Regions from separate parts of the Gossypium hirsutum genome. Here region 2 is linked to region 1. A link is a contact called in public Hi-C data. All regions are on one chromosome and are shown on one strand. Each heading gives the region's core, a stretch centred on a gene start, on an enhancer-like site or on the middle of the called end of the contact. The rest is flanking DNA. Distances are from core to core; before and after follow the strand shown.

Region 1 (6,910 bases), core at 530-3,029:
AAGCTTCAAAAATGAAACTTAAGGGCAAGATGGTGCTAACCTTTTTCTTCTCCAAATCGGCATGCAAAAGAGATAAAAGCTTTAATTTTGTTTTTCTTTCTTTCTTTTTTTCCCCACTTCTCTATTTGTTTATTTTATTTTATTCATATTTTCATTTCATTTTCATTTTTATTATAACTTAACATAATTACTAATTTAAGCATTATTATACAATTAACATATATTACATATATATAATTCCCTCGTAATTATCCCCTAACCATAACTCATCAAATTAATGAACTAATAGACTAATTATTTAAATAGTCCCTTATTTTAATCCCATTTTGAAATTTAATACTAATTACTAATTTATCACCCACTTATTTAGTTAAAATCAAGAAAATCTCATTTCAACCAATTATTCCACAAGGTCCAAAATAACTCATACTTTTAATTAATTCATATTTAATCCTTGAATTTACCATTTCCATAATTAATCCTTAAATTTTAAAATCATCAAGAATCATTAATAAAAATATCTATTTAATTACCAAACTTAATACCAAACAAAATAACACCAACAACTTAATTCCCACAAACTTTACTAAATCTAAAAATTTGAACATGGGCACGTTAACTCATGAGATTAAGACTTCAAAAACATAAATTTCATGTAAAAATAACGAAAATCTACCAACCAAATTAGACATGCAACATTAGCTCCTGGCCATGCGTGACTTCTACCCCTTTCCTTTTGTTTCGAAAAGAAGAAAATTAAAAGAAAAATATGCTTGGCTTTCTTCTTTCCATTCACTAATATCTAATATTATTATTATTATTAACATTATATATTCTTTTATAACATAATTATAATTTAAGTATTATAATAACTTAACATATAATACTTACAATATTACTATAACCGTTCACTATCACATACCTATATAAATAATGGCTTATTTACTTAATAAGTCCTTTAACCTAAATCCACCTTATAATTTGGTATTAATGCCTATTTTTAGCACTTATTTGATTTAGTCCCCGTACTTAAATTACACACTAATTCAACGAAATTATCTAACTGAAATTCAATTCGTTTCTAAAATAACTTCGTAAATATTTAATAAAAATATTTATAAGTCTGGTTTACAAAAATAAGGTCCCGATACCTCAATTTTTTGAAACCATCAACTTTAAGACCAATACACTTGTACCATATCTGCCTTCCAAATAACCAAAATTATTGGACCAAACTTCAATATAATATTGTAATATCCTCGTAAATATTAATAAATGATATTCACTAATCCTATTCTCAGAAAACAGTATTCCGAAACTATCCTTTCCGACTCCACTAACTTTCAGGTCGTTGCACTTTCAAATTCATCAGTCGCATTGGTGCAGTTACTTATAAGCTGGACCTATTCGCGGATGCCTAAATCTACCTTGTCTTCCACGTTCCCATTCTTCGCCAATGCAAGGGCATTCTCGATCAACAAGTTACACCCTTCCACTTAGTGGACTCAACAAACACCTTCTTTTTGAATCCAACAGCTGTCCTAAACAAACGAGTCATCGGGCGCTCAGGCCAGTTCATTGATCAGTTTCTAGTTCGTTGGGAAGGTCTTTTCAACGAGGATGCCACCTGGGAAGATAAGGACCACCTTTTGAAAACTTTTCCTGCCTGGAACCTTGAGGACAAGGTTCCACTTGAACAGGGGGTAATGTTATTAATGAACCCGTGGCTGTTGAACCAGGGAACTAGACCGAGCCTCCATTAAAAACTGCTAGGGCTACGCGTCAAAGAAAGCTTCCTCTAAAATTTCAGGATTTTGTCATGTAGCCCACGGCAGCAAGGGCATAACGGCTGGAAGGGTACTACAAGAAAAACAAAAGGCTTATGGCTACAGCATGCTTATTGTCAATTGAAATTTGTTTCTTTTTTCTCACCTTTATTCTCTGATTGTACTGTTGGTCATATTCACTGGAAGAAATTTCATCACCAACTTTCATCAATTTATGCTTATCCCGTTTTAGAAATTGTTAGATTCGGTTGCAGGAATATCTGTACACAATATAGGGGATATGAAACTAATGGTTGTCTATCAGTCTAGTCTGATTGTGGACCAATGGTATTAATTTGTAGATTCCTTGCAGAATTATTTGAAATAAATTGATAACTTTTGGATCAGAGATTTCCATTGTAGCAAAAAAATAAATCACTCTTGTCGTCTCCCAATTGAAGAGATGGATATGGCAACCATTTTAGCTTGCAACCCTGCAGTTCTTTCACACAGATCATCATCACTAAGGATGGCATCTCCATTTTCATGGGTAAGTTCTTTTTTTTTTTTTGCCATCTTTCACTACAGGAAAACAGACTTTTAGCGGCTTTTTTTTACTAAAAGTGCCGCTAAAATTATTTGCGGCGTTTTCACAAACGCCACAAAAAATGCCACTATAGCAAACGCCGCAAATTTTTGTGGTGTTTATTTAAAAAAACAAAAAAATCATAACTTTTAGCGGCGTTTGTGGGGAAAGCGTCGCTAAAAATTATAACCTTTAGCAACATTGGTAGGAAAAGCACCGCTAAAAGTCATGGCCTTTAACGACGCTTATAGGGAAAGCGCCGCTAAAAGACATGGCCTTTAGCGACGCTTTCTCAATAAAAGCCACTATAAAATGAACCTTTAGCAACGCTTTTCTCACAAACGCCGCTAAAGAACATGATCTTTAAAAAATATATTTTATTTTAATTAAATAATATTTATTTCTATGATAAATATTATATTATTTTTAATTTTTAAAATTTGAACTTTAAACTATATACTTTTAAGGATAAATAAAAAATATTAATTAAATTAAATTTTCTATTAAAATTTAAGTTTCAAAACTAAATATAAAAATTAATGAATTTAAATTAACGAAACAAGAACATTGATCTAGTTAAAAAAAAAAAAGACAATGAAGAAATTAAAGGTCAAACATTAGCTCCAATAATTGTTCAAAATTTAAGACAACTACATTCAAATAGAAACTAAATAACAACTAAAGCATCCAATGGAACATAATTTCACTCTTTATCACTAAATGTTTCCTCATAAACATGGCTTCATCCAAAACAAAACCTCGTACCATTACAATTTGCCTTTTTAACAGAAGCTGTTGCAACCTTCTTTCTTGGTGCTACTTCAGTACCTATACATCACCCCCAATCAAAAATAAGAACATTTTGAAAGGAAAAAAAAAACCCAAAATTTCTTACAAGCACAGAAATACGCAATGGAACTAAAATCAGAAAGCAATGAGCCTAAGGACATTAGCATTTTCCTACCTTCCCTGAAACCTGTCTTGAACCTGCGGGACCGTGGCGAAGATACCACTATACACCGGTGATGGAGATGTTAGCCTCATCTAATTGAAACCAATAGCTAGAAACACAAATAATCACACAAGTTAAAAAACTCAAAATAAGTACTTAAAAACTTCAATTTATAGCATCCAAACACTTCAATTTGCAGCACTTTAACACTTCAATTTACAGCATTTAAACACTTTAATTTGTAGCACTTTAACGCCTCAATTAACAACATTTATACACCTCAATTACAGCGATAAAACATCTCAATGTCCAGCAACTAAACACTTCAATTTGCAGTACTTAAACACTTCAATTTACAACATTTAAGCACTTCAATTTACAGCATTTAAACACTTTAATTTACAGCATTCAAACACTTTAATTTACAGCATTCAAACACTTCAATTTGCAGCACTTTAACATCTCAATTAACAACATTTATACACCTCAATTACATGAGTTGTTCATCCAAATGAATTATTTAAATTTCAGATCATAAATACATATTAAAAGGACTGTTGATAGAGCTTCTCAAATAATTAATTGTTAGATAAATAGATTTTAATATTAAAAAAAAGGGAAAATTCCTGCTGGAAAATAGCCTATAGACGAGATCTGAAAATTTCAAAAAAAAACGGAAGGCAATAGTAAATAAAGCTAAACAGAACACATTAAATCAAGCAATTTTCATTTTTCACTGAAGCCGGGCCCAACTAAAAATTTAGGCCCATTTGCTAGGCCCAAGCCCGACCCGACCCAAAAAATGGGCCTAAAATTTTGCCCAAGCCCAGCCCTAATACAAATGTTAAAACCCAAGCCCGACTCGGCCCGCCCATATTAATTTTTATATTATTTTTATAAAATTTTAAAATATATGTAAACCATCAAAAATACTAAAAAATTAAAATAAATATTTCTCAACAAATTGAAAATAAATTTAAAAAATATGTATACTTAAATAACATTAAAATAGATGCAATTTAACAAGCAAATAACTCTAAAATAATAACAAAATTAGCAAATGTCTTTAAAATAATAAAAAATTTAACAATAAAATAAGTTTTATATAATATACAAACAATAATAAAAAAAATAGTAGCAACATAATACTAAAATAGTAGCAAAATACGGAGAAAATAATATTAAAAAAATAGCTTTTTTTTCATTTAGTAAATTCGGGCCAGGCCCGGGCCAAAAATGCCTTACCCGAGGCCCGGCTCATTTTTTAAACGGGCCTTACTTTTTTTCCCAAGCCTATTTTTCAGCACTATATTTTTGCCCAAACCCTCCCACATCAGCCCATGCACACCTCTATCACTGAACAAAGATGCAAATTTTTGAACATTTTACTTCCTAACGTATGGTAATTTATGCAGACAGAAAAGTAGAAAACACAATTTTTCGCATCATAAACAAACAAACTAACTAACTAACTAACTAAACAGGAAAGCTCAATGGTATAAAGCTTCTATATTTTGATTTCTGGGTTCAACAAACAAACACATGATTAAAGCAGATTACCAACTATATTTATTACTCATATGAAATAGCAAATTACTTTTAGACTGAAAAACAATATATCAGAATTACATGCTTAAAAGTTCAAACTCAATCATAAAAAATAAATATCTTGAAATTTCACCACAAGAAAAAAAAGAAAAAAAAACCTGTAAGTGATTGTAGTCTGGTTTCCCAGCAGTTAGGAATCTATCTGCCAAAAACCCCAAAAACAGGAATTTAATGAAATGTAAATGAAAAGTATTAGGTAGATTTACTGGCAAGTAAAAAGTTCGTTTTATTCTGTGAATATATGCGTCTTATCTGCTTCAAACTCTGGTAATCAGCTAGGGAGAAAGTCACCAAAGCTTGTGATGATGAGTCTGTATTTCATACTGTCGGTATATAAATCTATACTCTTAACAGTGAATAAATGCATATATCTCGTTAAAAAAGCTTAAAAACAAGCACATAATATTAAAAATTTTAACATGTGACAGTAACTTATAAGCAGTACGTTGGAAGACTGTATGATAATTTTGACCATGAATGTTAGCACTTATTAGATATGTCAACTCTGAATTTCTTACTCAACTACAAAAGGAATCCATGTAAAGGTGTTCTCATTGCAGAAAGATAATAAAAGTGGCGAATCCTATAGCGTTGGTAAGTGGCAACAGTGAAGATGATATAAGCATTTGTCAAATCCCAAAGTATTGCAGGCAATATGGGGTCTAAGAAATGAAATGTGATAGAAAATAAAGTTAGAAAAGGCTAAACATCATACCTCATACTTTCCAATTTCCATTTATTCCACTTCTCCCAGTTTAATCCAACTCTTCAAACCATACCAAATTTTGAAAATCCCTTGTATTCTTTCACCTTCAAAAGGGGAAAAAATGGTTTTCCAAAGTGAAGGAGCTGAAACTGAAAGTAGATCCACTAAACAACAAAGCGAGCTAAGGGTTAACGAAGATAGCAATATTGAAGCAATAGAAGAAGAGTGGTTGAACCTATCAATTCATGATATATTGAGAAAACAATCAAACATTAAAATATATGTATGCATTCAAACTGCCTCTCGAGGAATAGAATTTTAACTTGAGATTAAATTTAAGGGTATACTCTTTGACCCCCAATCATACCAAAAGGAGAAGGGGAGAGTAGCTACTTAAAATGGTACATTTTAAAGTTGCGGTAACAAGGAAATATGATTTGTCACTTTAACTTACAAGGAAATTAACAAGTATGACAGATAATATTCCCACGTCATATAAAAGTGAACATGCTAGTCTGGCATAGGCAAACACGAAAAACCAGAGAGGAAGTCAATGATTATATACTTACAGTAGATAAAGATTGATATGTGCCTTCCTTCCAACATCTATCTCGAAGAATGGCAGGATGTGCACTCCCATCAAAAACACAATAGATGCGGGTGTCCCACAATCTAAGTAGCACTTTATCAACCAAAAGTAATTAGAAAAACTGAGCAAGTGGCTGAAAGGGGAAATCAATTCAGGAGAAAAAAAAGAGTGTAGTGGCATATGTATTAAGAGTTTTTCAAGCAACCAGATGAACCAGAAATTAGCATTTCTTCCAGGATACAAAGGGGAAAAAAAATGAAGAGATGGTTAAGAAAATGTCAACCACAAAGATTTGCATAATCAAAAGCATTTTGTAGTCACCCACTTACCCAAAATTGTAAAAGAAACCAAGAACTTGGCATGACTCTTTGACAAAAGAAAATAATGCAATTAGATGCCTTCCATTCTAACCTTTCCAAGATTATACCCATTGTAAAAAAACAAAACTTGTCTAAGTTACCACTTTCACAGTGTATTTACAGTATGGTGATTAAAATTGATGAATTCAAAAAGTGATAAAATAAAAATGTAATAGCAGAAATTAAAGAAAAAGGACAGGAGATCAAAGAAGCAGGATAATTTCTTATAAAATAGAAAGGGATGAAGACAATGCTCCTTTAGTATTTGAATGCGAGAAAACAGAATAGGGTTCTTCAAAATTTGCTCTTTTCTTTCTCGTCAATATACATGCACTTTCAGCAAT
Region 2 (6,368 bases), core at 738-3,237, 68 kb after region 1:
AAATAATCCAACCCCTATATTTTCTCTTTTTTTAAATGATAGCCGTAGTTTTTAATTTTCCTTTTCATCAACTTCAGTCATTTACATTAATTTTTTGGGGGGAGAGAAAGAATATCCTTGTTTGTTTTCTGGAAGATGACTTTGGCATTCTTTAATAGCTGGCTTGTTTGACCCACGTTTCCCAAGAGTTAAAATATCAAATAATCAATGGGGCCTATCATGGTGGGCAAGTTAACTGTAGACTATTCTAGATGGCTTGATGCTGATTGTTCAATCTCCATTACCTTGCACATTAGCTTAGTTGGTGGTGGATGAGTCGAATAAAATAATAGTTCAAGGAAACAGAGAGACACTGTACAACCTATGTATTTGTTCATACAAGAAGAACCATACATCATCTATCATCTATGAAACTTCTATGTTTTATATAGTTTGCTATGATGCCATAATAGGTGCTTTGGTCTACCTATTGCATCACTTATATTAGCAGTATGATAATGCAAACTGGCTAATGATTTGATCTTTTAACTATAATGCTCAGTTGCCTGACCTAATTGCTTGAGATGGTGGTGGGTATCTTCATGGTGATGATCAAGTATAGGCCGTTCCTGTTGCATCCAACGACCGTCATTGTTCCTCACCATGCCCTTGTTCTCATCTTGCCTCCAATATGGGGGGACCAAGTAATGGTCTTTCAAAAAGTCACTGGCCTTGTTCACCAAAGCAGGGTCCCTCCCGCTTGCCAGTACAAATCTACGGCCTTTCCCATGGTATCTGCCACACATACAAATTACCACATCAAATGAAAATCCAATTAATTTGATGATTATCTATTTCCTATTATATAAATCTTCACTACAATCATCATCAAGTTGCTTCCGAACTTATCTCATTCAAATCTTATATAATACTTTCCAATTCCACCATCAGCTACCGTAATCATGACCACCATTAATGATGAATATATCCATGTGATTATAATTATTTATTGCAACTTTGGTTTAAACCACTGAAAGTGGGTAATGTCAAATATGAGAGTATTTATAATTATTTTTAACACTGAACATCATATTGGGTCCTAGAAAGCACCATATTCAACATCATTATCAGCGGATGGTTGCTAATAAGAAAATGACCAACTGATGAGGTGATGAAAAAGGAGGTTCATTTCATTCATGGTTAATTTAACTCATAATACAGGTTCATGCTGAACTATGGTTTGAGCATAAGAAACTAACCCGTCAAGTAAGTGCAAGTGAGCTTCCAGGTTATGAGCACAGGTCAGATCCCCAGTCTGCTTCAAAAATGGCGAGTGTGTATGATCTAAGGCCAGTTCAACTCCGACGTGGGAGTAGCTCCAAGGCAATCCCTCAGCCAGCTTCATCAACACAGGCGACACGTTTTCATTGAAAAACAGTCCTGGAGATTTAGGGACTATATCATGCACATTCACCACCCTCAACACCTTAACTCCCAGCGATTCCATCCGTTCCTTGAACCTCACGTTTCCAACCCTAGGACCCGAAAACGAGAACACGCTAACAGGCACAGCTCTGCAATCATTTAACAAATTTAGACCTGTTTCAACGATATCATAGGCGCTGAGAATCGCCAGGGCACTGCCTAGACTGTGACCAGTTATGGTAATGCTTATCTCTTCATCTTGGTACAGTTCAAGCAACTTCTTCACTTCAGTTAGAATTTGTTCCCTGGCTGAAAACTTGCAGAACCGGCAATTCACATCCTTCTCAGTGTAGAGATCAAGGAAACCCGATTCTACTTTCACCATTGGATCGGGGCATGGAATTTTGTTGGAAGAAATCGGTTTGAGAAAATCCATCAAATCTGCAATCCACTCTAGGCGTGTCACCGTGCCCCTCCAAGCAATGGTGATGTCCCGACGGCCTAAACGCTTTGACATTTCGTCATCAGACACCGCAACATATCCGATCCAATTCGCATTCTTACTCCACACTTTGGGCCAGCGTGATTTCTTGAAAAAATTCGGAAGGTTAATGTTGGATGTGGCGAAGAGGTACCTAGAGATGTGGTAGCCATGGTGTGCCATGCCTAGAGCATCAAAGAACTGCCGACGCGTGAACCTGCAACTCCCACAGTACTTGGAAAAGGGGTCGAAATCGAAAGCGTCGTAAGCGGCTTGTGCCATCTCGCCGTAGCGAATCAGCTCGGAGCGTAAGAGAGGGTCCATTGGATCCAACATCCCAACCCAATCATCTTGGCCCTGGATTTCTCTCCATACATCGGCTAAACATCTTTCTTCTTGTTTAACAGGCTCAATTTCCTTTTCGAAGTCATGGTTGATGGAGGACAATGGCTCACTTGTTTTGGACAAAGCTCGAGGAATCCTAGGTGATCTTGTCGAAAACTCCAAGCTTTTGTTACGTCCAATGCAAGATTTCTGACCCAACAACGACGCAATTGAAGTACATTTTTCATATGGCAAAACCCGATGATCATCATGGAGCCGTCGATTGATAGAAAGAAAAGTTTGGGATAGAGAAATGGCCATTGAAACAAAACAAAAAAAGATAGTGTATACACTGTAGGAAGAGAGGTTTAATATATTACAAAGACCCCAAATCCCCAATGACTGAGTTGGTATTTTATTATATTGTAATATGAACAGATTTTTTTTTTTTTGTAATGCATGTGATTCATGAGGAATCCTAATCCTCAAATTAGTCAATGTTTTCACGTTTCCTAGAAGTTCTTGGCAATGGCATCATCCTATAGTTAATTCTTTACAAATAAAGAAGAGACATATATCTTTTAAATAATGCACGGCTGGAGTTGAGTTGGTGTACTTCTATGGGAGACAATGTGATCTGCATCTTACGATGTAATTTTAAATACTTCCCAAATTAAACGTACGCCTTAAACTAGAAAAATTACTGCAAAATAATTAAGATCTTTTTAAAAAAGATTCTTTATTTTGTAACAGAAAAAAAAATGTTTATTTCTTTTTTGTTGTTGCAACAAGAGTATCCACTATGAATAACTATAATTAATTTTCTCGTCGTAAATATTTTTTAAATAAATAAATGGTTGTGTAAGGATTTAACCTCCGACCAAATGATTAAGAGATAAGATATTAAGTATTTTAATTTTTGAATAATCATTACTCTTCTTTTTATATATAAAAAAATACATTGTTATTTTTCAATACTGTTCACAGGAACATTGACTCCTCTGAGAGAAGTCTTATATTTAAAGTGTTATTTTCTGGACAACTAACTCAAACTGTCAACAATAAAAGGTATTAATTCCGTGTCGGGTTTTGCCTCCGGTCTTTATGCAGAGCCGTGTATGGCTCACAAAAAGGACACCTTAGTTGACGAATATCGATACCTACAAGACTAGAAGTACTTAACCGTATTGTAACTCAAATCACCAAGTATAATTTTATACTTAATTTATTTAAATAACGAATAGGGTAGAGATTATACACATTATATAGTATTGATTTTTTTATGTCGTTTTTGCGGCATGATTGACCAAATTATATGAGGCAAGTAGCAATGTTACAGCTCAAGAACTTTGGTATCGTATCCAAATGTAGATCTCCGGTAGATATGATCAGTGGCTGATAATATATATATGCATGTCAGCTATAATTATACATACAGCACTTTATATCTTTTTGTTTTGGGGGTTAAAAACAACACTTTATATCCTTGTTTTCGAGGTAATCTATATTCATATGAGCTCTATAAAAAAACAAACTATACATATTTTTTATTTAATTTGTAATTAATTTTATTTTTTATTATGGAAAAATAAATATTTTATATTTAAAATAGTAAAAATAAGTTAAAAGTTTTAAATAATTTTTTTAATTATCATAAAAAGATTATTGATTATTTTTTACTTATTTGAAAATTATTTTTTAGAAATATTTATAAAAAAATTTATCAAATAATATTTAAAAGGCATAAAAAATAAAATTAATTTTTTCAAAATAAATCTAAGAATAAAAAAATAATATGAAAAAATTAAGAACTAAACAATACCAATAATTTGAGGGACGGTTAAAAAAAATAAAAAAACCAACAAAACCAATTTCACCCCTACGTTTAGATTTGAAAAAAATCCCATAAATGGGCTTGATATCTATTTACTAAGAAATTTTTAAATAAAAAGACAATTATACTTTATTATTTATTTATGTATTTTTATTTAATTTTATTCATTTAACTTTTTTAATTTTAAAATAATAAAAATTAATTACACATTGAAGTGCTAGAAATTTAAATATATTTGGATTCTTTCATAAAAAAATTATATTTCTCTTCAGTTAAAATTAAGCATTTTAAATTTATATTCAATTTAGTTATATATTAAAACATGAGATGAATTTATTAAATTTTTTTAATGTAAAATTAATTAGTTGCCATTATTTAGTAGATTTTAATGAAAAAAGTGATTAAAATATAAATAGAAAAATAGAAAATAGAAAACGGAATCATTTAAAAGTTAATTAATTAAATTAAAATTTAAATATTTAATATGTATAAAATATTATTAAAAAGGAAAAAAAGTAAAAGACAAAATAAAAATAAAATATAATTATCATTTATAATAGTTTCAACCAATGAGGCCTTAGTTTAATGGTAATTTTAAGGATACCAAGTTTTCAAACCATGATTATCACTCTGTGTAAACCATGATTGAGATTTCAAATTATATTTATTCTAATTTATGCCCCATGTAGATCTTGTATAAATTTATTATGGTTTAGGTATAGATATATCCGGGTTATCATTTCGATTAAAATTTATAATGATTAATTTGATTATAATTATTTGGATGTATCATTTGTAATTGTAATTGTGACTGTACTTATAATCTAAAAAACCAGATTTTTTACCTATATAATATAAAATAAAAAATTTATTAAAATGATATGTTTAAAAAATTATGTACTAAAATGATACATTCAAATTGGTGGAGAGTGGTGCATAGGTGGTACCACTTTTGTTCAGGGGTCCCTCCGGCTCCCCCATCCGGCTCAATTTTAAAGTATCAGTTAAAAAAAAGTAAAACAAGAGAGGGAGAAGAGAAGAAAGAAAGAAAAGAGAAGAGAAGAAAGAAAAGGTATTATTATTTTTATTGTTATTTTCAGATAGAATAGATTAATATGATAAGAAAAAATTATTTTGTTAGTAATATATAGTTTATTTAGTGTTATTTTTATGTGTTGTTTTAAAGTTATTTTGTTTATTGTGATTTGTTAGTAAGTTTTGTGTTTAGATTAATTATGTGTTTATTGTGAATGTTATGTTTTAATTTTTTTTAATATATTTGAAAGTTTTTATTTTAGTAACTATTATAAAGTAATTGTTAGTTAGTGACAACAACAGAAAAAAATAGATAAATACTGAACATATTTCTGTCATAGATATTGTTAGAAATGTCAATAAATTTGATATTGTTAGAAATAGTCTCTTTTTATTCATTAATTTTTTTATGTAATTATTTTTATGCTGTTTGAAATTGTTTTGAGAATTTTTGTTTATTTTTTAACAGATTGAGTATTGAAGATGGACAATCAATTTTTCATATGCGTTTATTTCGATGGAATCATCTTGACAACAACCGTTGGATGGATATTTGAATGTCGGCAACAAATAATAATGAGATTTAATAGAAATGTCTAATTCGATGATATGAAGAAAAAGATTAGTGCAAAAATTGTTAGACGTTGTGGAAGAAGGATCTTGAAACTTTTCTACAAGTTTCTAGTTTCGACAGATCCTATCAAATTCACTGAAATGAAATTTGTAGACAATGAAGACGTGGAGACAATGATCACTCTTTATTGTGGGAATTAGAGTGACCAAAATGCACTGATTCAGTTATTTGTTGAGTTAGCTGGTGTGGAGCCAACTGAAGATTTCACTGCATCTGGTGAAGAACATGGAGCTTAAGAACTGTGTATGGTGGCTCCAATATCGTACGTTGATAGTGAATCGACTATACGCGAGATTGATATTGATCTTAATGTTGCACCGATATTGATGTGGTTAGTGATGATGGATACGATAGTAGTGATCCCTATGATCAAGAGGTCGATAGTGATAGTAATCCTGATGTGGACGAGATCCCCGATGATATTGATGATGAAGACGTGAATAACGATGGAAACATTAACGCGTCTTCAGTTTGAAACCAGATTCGACGTATTGTGATACACAATAATCCTAGGACACATATGCCGCTACGTGGCGCACGTAGCCAAGATCTTGGAGTACCCAGAAATACTACCTACTCAGCGATTGGCCGTAGATTTAAATCTTGAGGAATTGTTCGTAGGCCAGAGATTCAAAAGTAAGGAAGAGTGTGTATTT

Evidence for each region. A called contact is a pair of places that touch in the nucleus more often than the background predicts.
Region 2: a Hi-C map of leaf shows a contact between it and region 1, with 5 times the contacts expected there. The contact joins two enhancer-like sites. A contact is called at or near these places in 16 of 34 Hi-C or Micro-C datasets (callus, hypocotyl, leaf and 1 more).

The regions. Positions count from the first base shown.
Region 1 is chrA08:10,429,337-10,436,246 of Gossypium_hirsutum_v2.1, forward strand. LOC107951139 reads right to left here. Exons shown (of 7, transcript XR_001698345.2): 3 at 6,188-6,300; 4 at 5,628-5,722; 5 at 5,011-5,054; 6 at 3,317-3,413; 7 at 2,956-3,180. Among protein-coding and RNA genes, the nearest start is that of LOC107951139, 5.1 kb to the right of the region's middle. Within about 2 kb of position 1,780, at least 2 of the 9 cell types and tissues checked have an H3K27ac peak or open chromatin away from gene starts, as enhancers often do.
Region 2 is chrA08:10,496,679-10,503,046 of Gossypium_hirsutum_v2.1, forward strand. It overlaps LOC107951175 (a long non-coding RNA gene), which reads left to right. Exons shown (of 3, transcript XR_001698350.2): 3 at 1-2,611. Among protein-coding and RNA genes, the nearest start is that of LOC107951175, 4.8 kb to the left of the region's middle. Within about 2 kb of position 1,988, at least 3 of the 9 cell types and tissues checked have an H3K27ac peak or open chromatin away from gene starts, as enhancers often do.